Linked DNA regions of Mus musculus: region 2 is linked to region 1. A link is a contact called in public HiChIP or PLAC-seq data. All regions are on one chromosome and are shown on one strand. The core of a region is the stretch at or near the end of the contact, and the rest is flanking DNA. Distances in the headings are between cores, read along the strand shown. Region 1 has its middle 12 kb from the start of Gm38509. Region 2 has its middle 14 kb from the start of Gm35425.

Region 1 (5,435 bases), core at 232-2,731:
GTATTTAATAGAAACAGCACTTGCTTGTAATCTAGCTCCTAGAAGGCTGGGGCTAGGGGATTCCAGATTCAAAGCCTCCAAGAACTACCTGATGAGCATTCTGCCAACTAGAGCTCAACCTTGGCCTTGTTTTGGTTTTAAATCAGGGTCTTGCTGAAGAGAACTAACCTGGAACTCATTGCAATCCTCCTGCCTCAGCCTCCTAAGTGCTGAGATGACAGTCTGGTACTATACTGTTAGTGTCAAAAATACCTCATCTGCAAAATCTCTGGCCCACATGGAGACCTGACATATATTCTGCTTAAACGGGGTGAATCTGGCCCAGGGCCTGCCCCTAGGACAGCAGGCACACTTTGAGCAATGCTAAGAGTTAGGAGGAATATTTTAGCCTTTTGTTTTGGCATTTGTGTTTGGTTTGGTTTGGTTTGGTTGTTGGTTTTGGTCTTGGTTATTGTATTTGTCTTTTGAGACGGTTTCTCTGTGCATCCCTGACTGTTCTCGAACACTCTGTAGGCCAGAGATCTACTTGTCTCTGCCTCCTGAGTGCCGGGATTAAAGGCTTAAGCCACTATTGCCCTGCACAGAATATTTAGTTCTTCAATGAGATATTAAACTTGTACCTTCCCAGAATCCTTGCCCCTAATGCAGCAGCTTACAGCCATAGAGGGTTCTAAGTCTGGTCATTTGTGACTTTTCTTTTTTTTTTTTTTTTTTTTTTTTCTTCTTTTTTCTATCTTTTAAGGAAGCATCCTAGGGCAGGGCGTAGTGGCGCACGCCTTTAATCCCAGCACTCAGGAGGCAGAGACAGGCAGATTTCTGAGGCCTGGTCTACAGTGTGAGTTCCAGGACAGCCAGGGCTACACAGAGAAACCCTGTCTCAAAAAAAAAAAAAAAAAAAGAGGATCTGGGTTCAATTCCCAGCACCCACGTGGAGGTTCACAACTGTCTGTAACTCCAGATCCAGAGAATTTGATGCCTTCATATAGACATGCAGGCAAAATACCATTTCATATAAAATATACAAAAACTATTCTTTAAAAAAAAAGAAAGGAAGGGAAGAAGGAAGGAAGGACCGAAGGAAAGAAGGAGGGACGGACGGAAGGAAGGAAGGAAGGAAGGAAGGAAGGAAGGAAGGAAGGAAGGAAGGAAGAAAGGATCCTAGTCACTCATCCCCATGCCCTCCCTTTGGCTCTGGGGCTGCTTGCAGATCAGGTGTCTGACCTCCCCGTCTGTTTCCATGACCTCCCCCTTTGTTTTCTAAGCTCTCCTCCAGCTCCTTCCTCTAGGCAGCTCCAGGGGGTTTACAACTGGCCCATCCCAGGTTCTTTTTTTAAACCCTAATTGTCCTCCACCTTCCATTTGAGTCATTCTTAAATTCTTCTATTAACGAGGTTGAGGTTTCCCTCACACCTGAAGGGTAGAAATCTCTACCAAACCAAGCACAGCCCCAAGGTAGTCAGCTAGGTCTTGCTTCCAGTCAGGGTCACCTTGAAGCCAGAGATAACCTGGTGGTTGAAGGCAGCCTTCCGGTAGGGGTGGAGCGGAGGGACTGCAACTCCCTGCCTTTCATCTCATCTTCTAAACCATCCCAGGGTGCCAACTTTGAAGGGCCACAGTAAAGATTAAATTGTATGTCCCACCTTTATAGCACTCAGGGGGCTGAGGCAGGAGCATCAGGAATCCGAGGCCTTAGCTACGAAACAGGTTCGAGACCAGCTGCAGTTACAAGAAACCCTCTCTCAATTTCAATGTCCTGTACCCCACCAAAATAAAAGATTAAGCAGTGTGATATACAAGCCTCTAAGACACACATAAAATGAACCTTATTGCTTATTGAAACTGGGTCTTATTATACAGCCAAGGCTAGCCCAGCACAAAATAAAATTTAAGATGGAAATTGAGGAGTTGAAAAGATGGCTCAGTGGTTAAGAGCACTGGCTGCTCTTGCAGAGGACCTGGGTTCTGGTCCCAGCATGTGCATAGAGGCTCACAACCATCTGTAACTCTAGCTCCAGAGGGCCTGATGCCCTCCTCTGGCCTCCATTAGCACCAGGCATGCACATGGTGCACAGACATACAAACAGGCAAAATATTCATACTCATAAAATAAATAATAAGACATATCAATGACTAGGCGTGGTGATGCCTTTAATCCCGGAATTTAGAAGTCAGAATAGGAGACCTGCAGGGTCTACATAGTGAGTTCAAGGTCAGCCAAGACCTTGTTTACGTGTTAGTGGAATTCTCTTCAGGGTCTCAGCTCAGCAGGAGAGGAGTCTTTGCCCAAGCTGTCAGTCAAATGAGCAGGGAGCCAAGTGAGAGAGAAGGGAAGAGAGGAGCTACAAAGGGAGAGTCTGGGGAGGGGGGGTAGGGGTGGTAAATTCCTAGCAAAGTTTTGTCAAAGGGCAAGCTAGCCACTGAGAGTTGTCTGAGAATGCAGCCCCCTCCTCATCTGGCTCGGAAAGCTGGGTGTGGTGGTATGCATGGGCAACCCCAGCTCCACGAAAATGGATGCAAGAAGATCATGAGTTCAAAGTCAGCTTCGGGCCACTTAGTGAGTTTGCAGTCTGCCTGGGTTCCTTGAGCCCTATTTCAAAAGAAAAGAGAAGACCCTCAGGCCTGGTGAAGTATCTGACGCACAGAAGAAAAAGCGCGGCAGGTCAACTAGCCGCCAGCAGGAGGCGGTGTGGCAAAGCGGACTGAGCCTCAGTAAGCCAGATCCACAGAAAGGGTCGCCGCGCGCGGCTCCAGGGAGGGGTTCTCCCACGTCCCTGTGATCAGTTCTCAACACTGCAAACAAAGTGCACAAAGGCTTGTTTTGTTAGCGGAAACTGCGGTGAGCAGGCAGAAAGACAGAAACACCAAAGATAGTTCCTGCATCTGCGCATCCTGGAAAAAGTAGGAAAATAAATTGGGCCCACATGCTGGGCACAGCAGCCACTTGGGCAAGAGATCAGGAAACCCCGGGCCTGCACGAACCACTTATTGAGACCCTGCCTTACACAGCAAGAAACTTATATAACGAATGGGGATGCCACTCACTGGTGGTGTGTTGGCTTAGCACGCTGGAGGCCTTGGGTTAACCCCCAGAACCACAGTTCATGGCATGGGCTCACCTGGCAGAATACATTCGCAGTACTCCTCACACGCTGTCAGTCTCTCTTACCACTTTACCCTCCCAACCCTGTTCAGTACTGTGTCCAGTAAATATGTATCTGTTGAACGAATTAATGAATGAATGAACGAATGAGTGAGTGAGTGAAAACAATCTTGGATATGGTAGTGCTTGCTTGTCATCCCAGTACTCAAGAAGATGGAGCAAGAGGATTACCGTGAGTTCGAGGTAGGCTGGGCTTCAATAGTGAGCTCAAGGCCAGTAAAGCCCTTAATACAGTGGATGGGACGGGTCATGGTGACACACACCTTTAATTCCAGCACTGGATATTAAATAATTGAGGCCATGCTAGTCTACAGATTGAGTTCCAGGACAGGCCGGGATGCACAGAGAAACCCTGTCTTGAAAACACCCCCAAAAAATCAATCCAGTAGATGGAATAAAGTATTTTGTGAATGATCTCAAACTCCTGATTGTCAAGGTTCCCCTGGCATGAATGGTCTTTATTGTTAATAATAGTTCTTCTCGTGATCAAATATATACCTAAATGATCTTAGTTCAATGTATCATTCCTTGGCCAGATGCTATGGCTCAAACCTGTAATCCCGACTCTGGAAGCTGATTGTTTTGAGTTTGGGGCCAGCCTGGTGAGTTCCAGGACAGCCTGAGCTACAGAGAGAGAAGTGTTTGAAAACAAAACAAAACAAAATGTATCAACAACCTTAATTAACATCTTCATTTCATGGTTGGCAAAATAGCCTAGTGGGTAGTAAGTATGCTTGCCTAGGAGACAGATGATAAGAATTCTATCACCACGAACAAGGTGGTGACAAGGACCCCAGCAAGTTGTCCTCAGATCTCAAGTGTCATGGTTCACACATGTCCATCCACCCACACACATACACCACAAGTCATTTTAAAGGATTAAAAACTTGAATACAGCCGGGCGTGGTGGCACACACTTTTAATCCCAGCACTTGGGAGGCAGAGGCAGGAGGATTTCTGAGTTCCAGGCCAGCCTGGTCTACAGAGTGAGTTCCAGGACAGCCAGGGCTACACAGAGAAACCCTGTTTTGAAAAACTTTTAAAAAAAAAATCCTTGAATACATATGTGTATGCATTTTAAAGTCTTTATAAAATGTCTAAGAGATGGACATGGTGGTGCACATTTTGAATCCCAGCACTTAGGAGGCAGAAGCAGACAGATTTTTGTGAGTTTGGAGCCAGCTGGGTTTACTGGTTTACAAAGTGAGTTCTAGAACAGACTGTTACAGAGACACAAAACTTCCCTCCACTAAAAAAAAAAAAAAAAAAAAAAAAAACCACCTTTAGCCAGGTGGTCATGGCACAGGCCTTTGATCCCAGCACTTGGAGGGCAGAGGCAGACGGATCTCTATGAGTTCCCGGCCAACCTGGTCTATAGAACAAGTTCTAGGACAGCTAAGAAACCCTGTCTCAAAATAAACAAAAAAGAAAAAACAAAAATCTAAATCTGCCGGTATTAAAGTCTCCTTCACAAGACCTCCAACCTTCTGGGTGGTGAAACCTTGGCAAGGGGTGGGTAGTTAGCATAATGGGGCTAAATAAATAACAATGACAGTACTTGCCCTTAGCAGAGTCCTGGGACTATGCTAAACAACTTCCTGGGTAACAGCCGGGAGGGAGGTGTCATTTGAGTCCCTTCTTCTGGGAAAATAACTTACTCAAGGTCAGACGTGCGGGGCTTGGACTCCCTCCCGGCTCGGTTGCCAGTCATCCTGGCTCGGACTCAGTCTTACGCCTCTTCCTGACTGCACCTCCGAACCCAGGTTTTCGTTGGTGGAGACAGGCCTGGAGACAACCCTTTGCAGCGACTTCTCCTGAGCTCACAAGGCAAACTTAAAATGGAGAAACTCTTAGTCATTTTGTTTTGTGAGAAGCGGAGACTCTGAGCTGGCCCTGAGCAGGAACTTCCCCAGGCACCAGGTGACTTTATAGCTGGACACAAGGAAATTATCTCACTGCCTTTGGCAAGCTGATGATTTATAGAGGAAGACAAAAACATGTACGTTGGGTGGGTATGGGGGACTTTTGGTATAGCATTGGAAATGTAAATGAGCTAAATACCTAATAAAAAATGAAAAAAAAATGTACGTTTAAACTCAAAATCATGATGTCATGATGATGAAGTGCTGGGGGAGCAGAGACAGGGCCATTGCCAGGGTAGCCTGTGCTACAGAATAAGACCCGGTCTCAAAAGAGAGCGCCGAGGGTGGGGGAACTTCCCTACGCCATCATCCCCCCCACACCCCTCCCCCAAAGAGGGGGAAAAGGCAAAAAA
Region 2 (5,482 bases), core at 1,162-3,661, 570 kb before region 1:
AAGTGTTCCATGTATCTTAGGCTTATTTATAAAAACACCTTCAAGTGCCATAAATACAGTAAGCACTCAGAAGTAGCTATGGATTTGAATTTCATAAGAAACACAATTCCTTAGAAGCTTAGAATAGAAGGGGGATGGCCAGCTCTCTAACACTGGCTACATATATTGACTGGAAGGTGGTGATATGTGTGGTTTCTGTAGCTCAGGAAGAAAAAAAAATACCTCAGGAACCATTTTTAATGTCAAGAAAAGTATTCTTTTTGACAAAACTAACTTTGAGTAAATAAATTTAAATGATGGGGGTGGTGATGGTGACGATGACTGATATTTTCAGATATGAGGCCATTCAGAATGACAGGCAAGTTGTCTCTTACTTCTGGTGCATGAGTTGCAAGTCTATACAGAGTTTGGAAATTTCCAAATACAAAATCTGGGCCCACACAAAATTCAGACTGAAAATAAACTACTTTTCTTTCTGGTGCAGACAGTGCCCCCACCCCACCAGCCCAGCTCTCTCGCCCTTCCTTTATATATATATATATATATATTTTTTAATTTATTTATTTTTTGGTCAGTCTACACTCTTTTTCAGATCTGAAATCTTAAGGCTTGTTCTGTTCATCTTGGCCTTCTGTCTCTACCTTCCCTTTGGGGTGCTTTGGTTTCTTGCTGGCTTAGCCTTAATAAGTAATGTCAAGTTGCCCCTCCCTCTCTTCGCTCCCCTTTCTTCTCACCCCTCCTTCCTTCCTTCCTCCTCCTCTACCTCCCCTGGTCCACACTCCCCGCCCCCTTTGGTAGCCCCTGGGATGACACTTCCCATTGATGTGTCTGCCTCATTAACACTGCCGCCTTGGCTCAGTGGTGGGGGCAATCTGTCATGAGAAAACTGAAGAATGCACCCCATTTACATGCTGCTGTGCCAGAATGCAACTTCTTCTCAGCTGTTCTTTCTATAATTTCCCCTTGAGTATTCAACTTTCCCATGAAGTCCTAGAAATCATATTACAGCTCTCCAGCCCCACTGAAACGCTCCCTGTATTAGTTTGACATACTAGCTTCCTTCCCCAGCAACTTCAGAGTTATTTGCAAACAGAACAAATTAGTACATAAAAAACAGGTTTTGTCTCCTATTGTTTTGAAAAATGTAGGGCACAAGAATGAGCAGTGGCTCTTTGAAAGTGCAGGGGTACACATTATAAGTGCAAATGTATATTTATTACACATGTCCCAAAGAGGCCACTGCACTAATAAGTACTAGGCAACCCCTGCTTCCCCCTCATTGCTCCAGCAGAGCACATTTGGTACCCACCACAGAGGACTGGCTAGATGTGGCACTGGGTGTTTCTGTTGCTTCAGGGGCGGGAACTTCTCATATAACTCGCAATCTGCTTTGTAGCTTTTGGAGGAATACAATTTCATAAATGAACAAATTAATTTGGAGCAGATAACCACTTGATGATTAAGTAATGATTCTTATTGCATGGTTTTGTTTTGGTTTTTGGTTTTTGGGTTTTTTGTTTTTTTGGGTTTTTTTGCATTAAAAAGAGACCATTACAACTTTGGGTTACACAAACTGTTACCAAGACAAACATCTCCTAGAAATTATAATGCATATAATGTGCTTTCTGCCCAAGTGACCCTTCACTTCCCCACAGAGAGCTCAATCATTTTATTGCATTTGGATTAACAATTTATTACACACACTGATTATCTTTAGCCTTTTTAAAAAGATGTGTTACTGGTTTTAGTGTCATTATATGCAAATCAAGAGTCTTTACTTCCACATAGTTTTATCATTCTCATTCTAAAAACTGTAGGATTACGTTGTTTATTAGGTCACCTCTGGCCTGTTGTTCATGTGCACTTTTGGGTAAAAAGATGACACCCTTTTCAAAGTGCTTTAGTGATAACTACTTAACATTTTAATTGATTTCATGATCATTTGGAAGAAAAAAGGAATTCAGAATGAGAGAAACAGGAATTAGTCAATTTAAAGCTCACTGAGAACCAAAGCGATGTGAAATAACTTAGAGAAGCCCCTGTTCCAACCCCGAAGGGAAACAAAATTCTTAAACTGCAAACCTCTCATTGTGAGCGTTTCTCTCACAGGGTCCTTAGAGTTACACTGCAAATTTCTTTAGTTATAATTGACTGATTTTTTTTCCCTCCCTGAGGCCGACAGCCCGGATCTCCTGGCCCCACCACCCTCCTTCCAATGCGAGTTCATCTCAAACTGTTGTCTAACCTTCCCCTTAATCCATCTCATCTTGAGCTGATGGGAACTGCTTTCGTTCCTCTTGGGGAGGTAATGAAACAATCTTCTTATTCACTCGGTTCCTCGGGGCCAGCACCGTGCAGCAACAACAACAACAGAAAAAGCAAGCGCGCACCCTGATTAATGGCTGCTAATTAGCAATGTTAATGACCAGGTGTCCCGGAGCAGGCAGCTCCTCTCAGCAAGGAGCGGGCTCAATGAGGACCCTGCAAATCCTTTCCGTGACCCTTCCCCTCAGGCGGCAGTAAGGAAACTGCTCAGTATTCCCAGGAGAGGCCCAAGCAGGGACCCAGGCTTGGACCCAAGTCCCCAACCTTCCGTCTAGCGGGTCTTCCATGGATTAAAATTAACATTTCTGGCCCCCCAAAATGCACAAAGGTAATGAAGTGAGGCGATACACTCAAACTCTCATTTGTCAGGAGACTTTTTTTCCTCCCCTAAATGGAAGCTGTAGTTACTATTCACAGTTCCGTGTACATCTGTGCGCTGATCAGATATTAGCTCCTCTGTATCTTTTCAGTCTGGGCCTTTATTATTCCCGAGTAACTCATGGGAGGGGACCGTCTTTGCTATTCAGCACAGGTGACTGAATGGCCACAGCTCACCACAGCTGGAATCCTGCTCTGAAAGTGAGGCCATCTTGAAAATCGTTCCCTAGTTAGAACTGCAAATGCTATTAGCTTTGATTTTGGAGTCAGAGAATTATTGTACCTTTGAAACAAATCAACTGAACAAAACCAAGAGCTTTATACAAAGACCCCAAAATTATTTTTTACTAATTAGAGTAGGCTTCTTTTTTTATTGCTGACTAGAAGGTTGAGAAGTGACAAGTCTTTGCAGATAATTAACCATTGACTCTGTTGCCAATTGGTGACAGACTGATTCTGTCTATGAGTTACACAATTATTCATTTTCTCTCACTGCAAAATAACCTGTACTTTTTCTAAGAAGTGTGTGTGTGTGTGTGTGTGTGTGTGTGTGTGTGTGTGTGTGTATGTGTGTGTGTGTTGTTCAGATTGGAAGAAATTCACTGAAATGAAAGAAAGCATATCAAGTCACTTTTTTCTTTCCTCTTTTAAAACATGCTTTTTTTCATATCTATTTAGTTCTACATCTGTCTCTCTCAGGTTAGGAGAGCATCTTGGTTGATTTACAAATACTTTAAATGCGTTGTTAATGGAACTTACATTAGATACTATTGGGATATGTTTCTTTTTTTTTTTAAGAATATACAATTTTCTGGAATACAGCGCTGTTATAAAAGTTACAAACTTCTCATAGATGAGGAAATACAACCCATATACAACAATCCATAAGCGAGACTGAAAATGATTATTGTACGATATTGGGAATGCTGGATATGCCTATAGTGCTCCGATGAGAAGGTAGAGACAAAGATTGCAATTTTGAGGCTAACCTGGAGCTACATAGTTGTAAGATATCAAAACCAAGCTAAAACCTTGGGGATGGAGTTCGTTGGCAAAGTACTTGCCTAGTACTCAAGACCCTGGGCTCTATTTTTTTTTTTTTTTTTTGACACTCAACAATAGTGTGTGGGTGATGTGTGTGTGTGAAAAGTATCCCCTAACACACCAACACACACATACACATTTGTTATGTACAACCTGCTCAGACCCATTGAGAAACCACCAAACCACCATGTTGCCACGTTGCTAGTCATCTTTATATGCGGATACTTTTCACAGTGTTTCAGAAACTGCGTTTGACAATGAATGATCTAGCTCAATGTGTGAGATGCTCTACAATAGCGTATTATGACAGTAACTATTGAAGTAATAACTCTTCATTATCCAGGAATGGGTTGATGGAAATGTCAACAGTGAACCATTTGTGATGAGCGTTCCTAACCCTGAAGGAAATGCACGGGCGCCATCCTGGCTAGCCCTTCCTACACAATGGACTGAGGTTTTGTGGAGGACTGGATTATATCCCTCCCTCAGTACCTCACCCTGCTCTGCCTCCTCTTCGTAGACCACTGAACAGTCATAAGGAGCCAAAGAAAAGAGCTCACTAAAAGGCACAGTGTCCAATTAATTCACTCTTAGTGAAGAAGGGGGTAATATACAAGCTAAGCTTCACATAGGGCAGGTAGTGTTCTCTTCCCACCTGAGAACAGACAGTCCCTAGAACCATGCCTGGCATGTGACTCATGGGGACAGAGACCTGCCTTAGTAAATTCAGTCAGGACTTGTGGAAACCTTAAGATCTATCTCTTTCCTTTCATGGGCTTTCCCCTCTGTTTTTCAAAATAATAAGTCTGAAAAGGAATCCTGACACCCCTTCTCTCCCTCCCCCGTCCCCGCCCCCGCCCCCTGTACCTGACAGTCAAACATGTTGACTCTTAAGATTCTCACTTGGGACTTTCACTAACCAAAGCCCATCTGTCCATCTAAACTAATTTAAAGTATTTTACTTACTTATTTTACTCTTTTCTTTTTATGGCTTGACGTCTACTTGTAGATATAAATACACACCGGCTTAAGAACTGGATAAATACTCAGTGGCTGGAGGATTAGTCACATTTACTGTTAGTCAAAGTTAAGATGTATAGAGTTTAAGGGAAAGTGTAGGTGTTATTGCTCTTGCTTTTATTTTTTAGCTTAGAAAGTACAAATTTCTTCTAAAAGGTGAGTGATAATTAAGAGGAAAACATCTACCATCGGAATTAGCCAAAGAAGCAAGACCCCCCTTCCATGGCTTGTGCAGGGGCAGCTGCCCCTTGCCTCACCTACCTCTGGTGTTTCTCTTTTCAAGCGAGGCCACTTGGGTAAATTCAGCTTGTTATAAGAGCCAATGATGAAGGCTGTGCAGCCTTGGCCCTTTCCTTCATCTATCCACCCGTTGTTATATTAATTGCCTGATTGAAAAGCCCGTTTAAGCATTTCTCTGCAAGCCCATTGTCTGTTGAGTCAAATAACATGGGCATCCACACTTTACAAATCGGGGTTTAAGAGACAGCAAGAAGGGAAGTAGAACAGGCAACCAGGAAAACCCTGAGCAAGTATGCACAGGGAAAGGGATGGTAAATATTGATGTGGTCAATCAGTTAACAGGTATGGATCCTTACGTGTTCATCCTGGGCTGGGCTGCTTCACAAATAAAGAGAATAAAGATGTAAATATAATTTGTATTTATTTATTTTAGTAAATTACAGTTTTAAATTGAGAAATGAACATTGATGATGAT

What was found. HiChIP or PLAC-seq counts read pairs in DNA pulled down with a chosen protein or histone mark.
Region 2: an H3K27ac HiChIP or PLAC-seq map of embryonic stem cells shows a contact between it and region 1, with 2.7 times the contacts expected there. The contact joins two enhancer-like sites. A contact is called at or near these places in 1 of 39 promoter capture datasets (embryonic stem cells), 5 of 484 Hi-C or Micro-C datasets (all in embryonic stem cells), 8 of 115 datasets of contacts at active chromatin or transcription factors (astrocytes and embryonic stem cells) and 1 of 9 other capture datasets (embryonic stem cells).

What each region holds. Positions count from the first base shown.
Region 1 is chr3:34,757,352-34,762,786 of GRCm38.p6, reverse strand. No RefSeq gene overlaps it. Among named protein-coding and RNA genes, the nearest start is that of Gm38509, 12 kb to the left of the region's middle. RefSeq lists enhancers at 252-1,764, 3,602-5,138, 384-5,435. Within about 2 kb of position 1,481, at least 14 of the 459 cell types and tissues checked have an H3K27ac peak or open chromatin away from gene starts, as enhancers often do. A contact at or near this core is called in embryonic stem cells, where this site is marked.
Region 2 is chr3:35,330,055-35,335,536 of GRCm38.p6, reverse strand. No RefSeq gene overlaps it. Among named protein-coding and RNA genes, the nearest start is that of Gm35425, 14 kb to the right of the region's middle. Within about 2 kb of position 2,411, at least 40 of the 459 cell types and tissues checked have an H3K27ac peak or open chromatin away from gene starts, as enhancers often do. A contact at or near this core is called in embryonic stem cells, where this site is marked.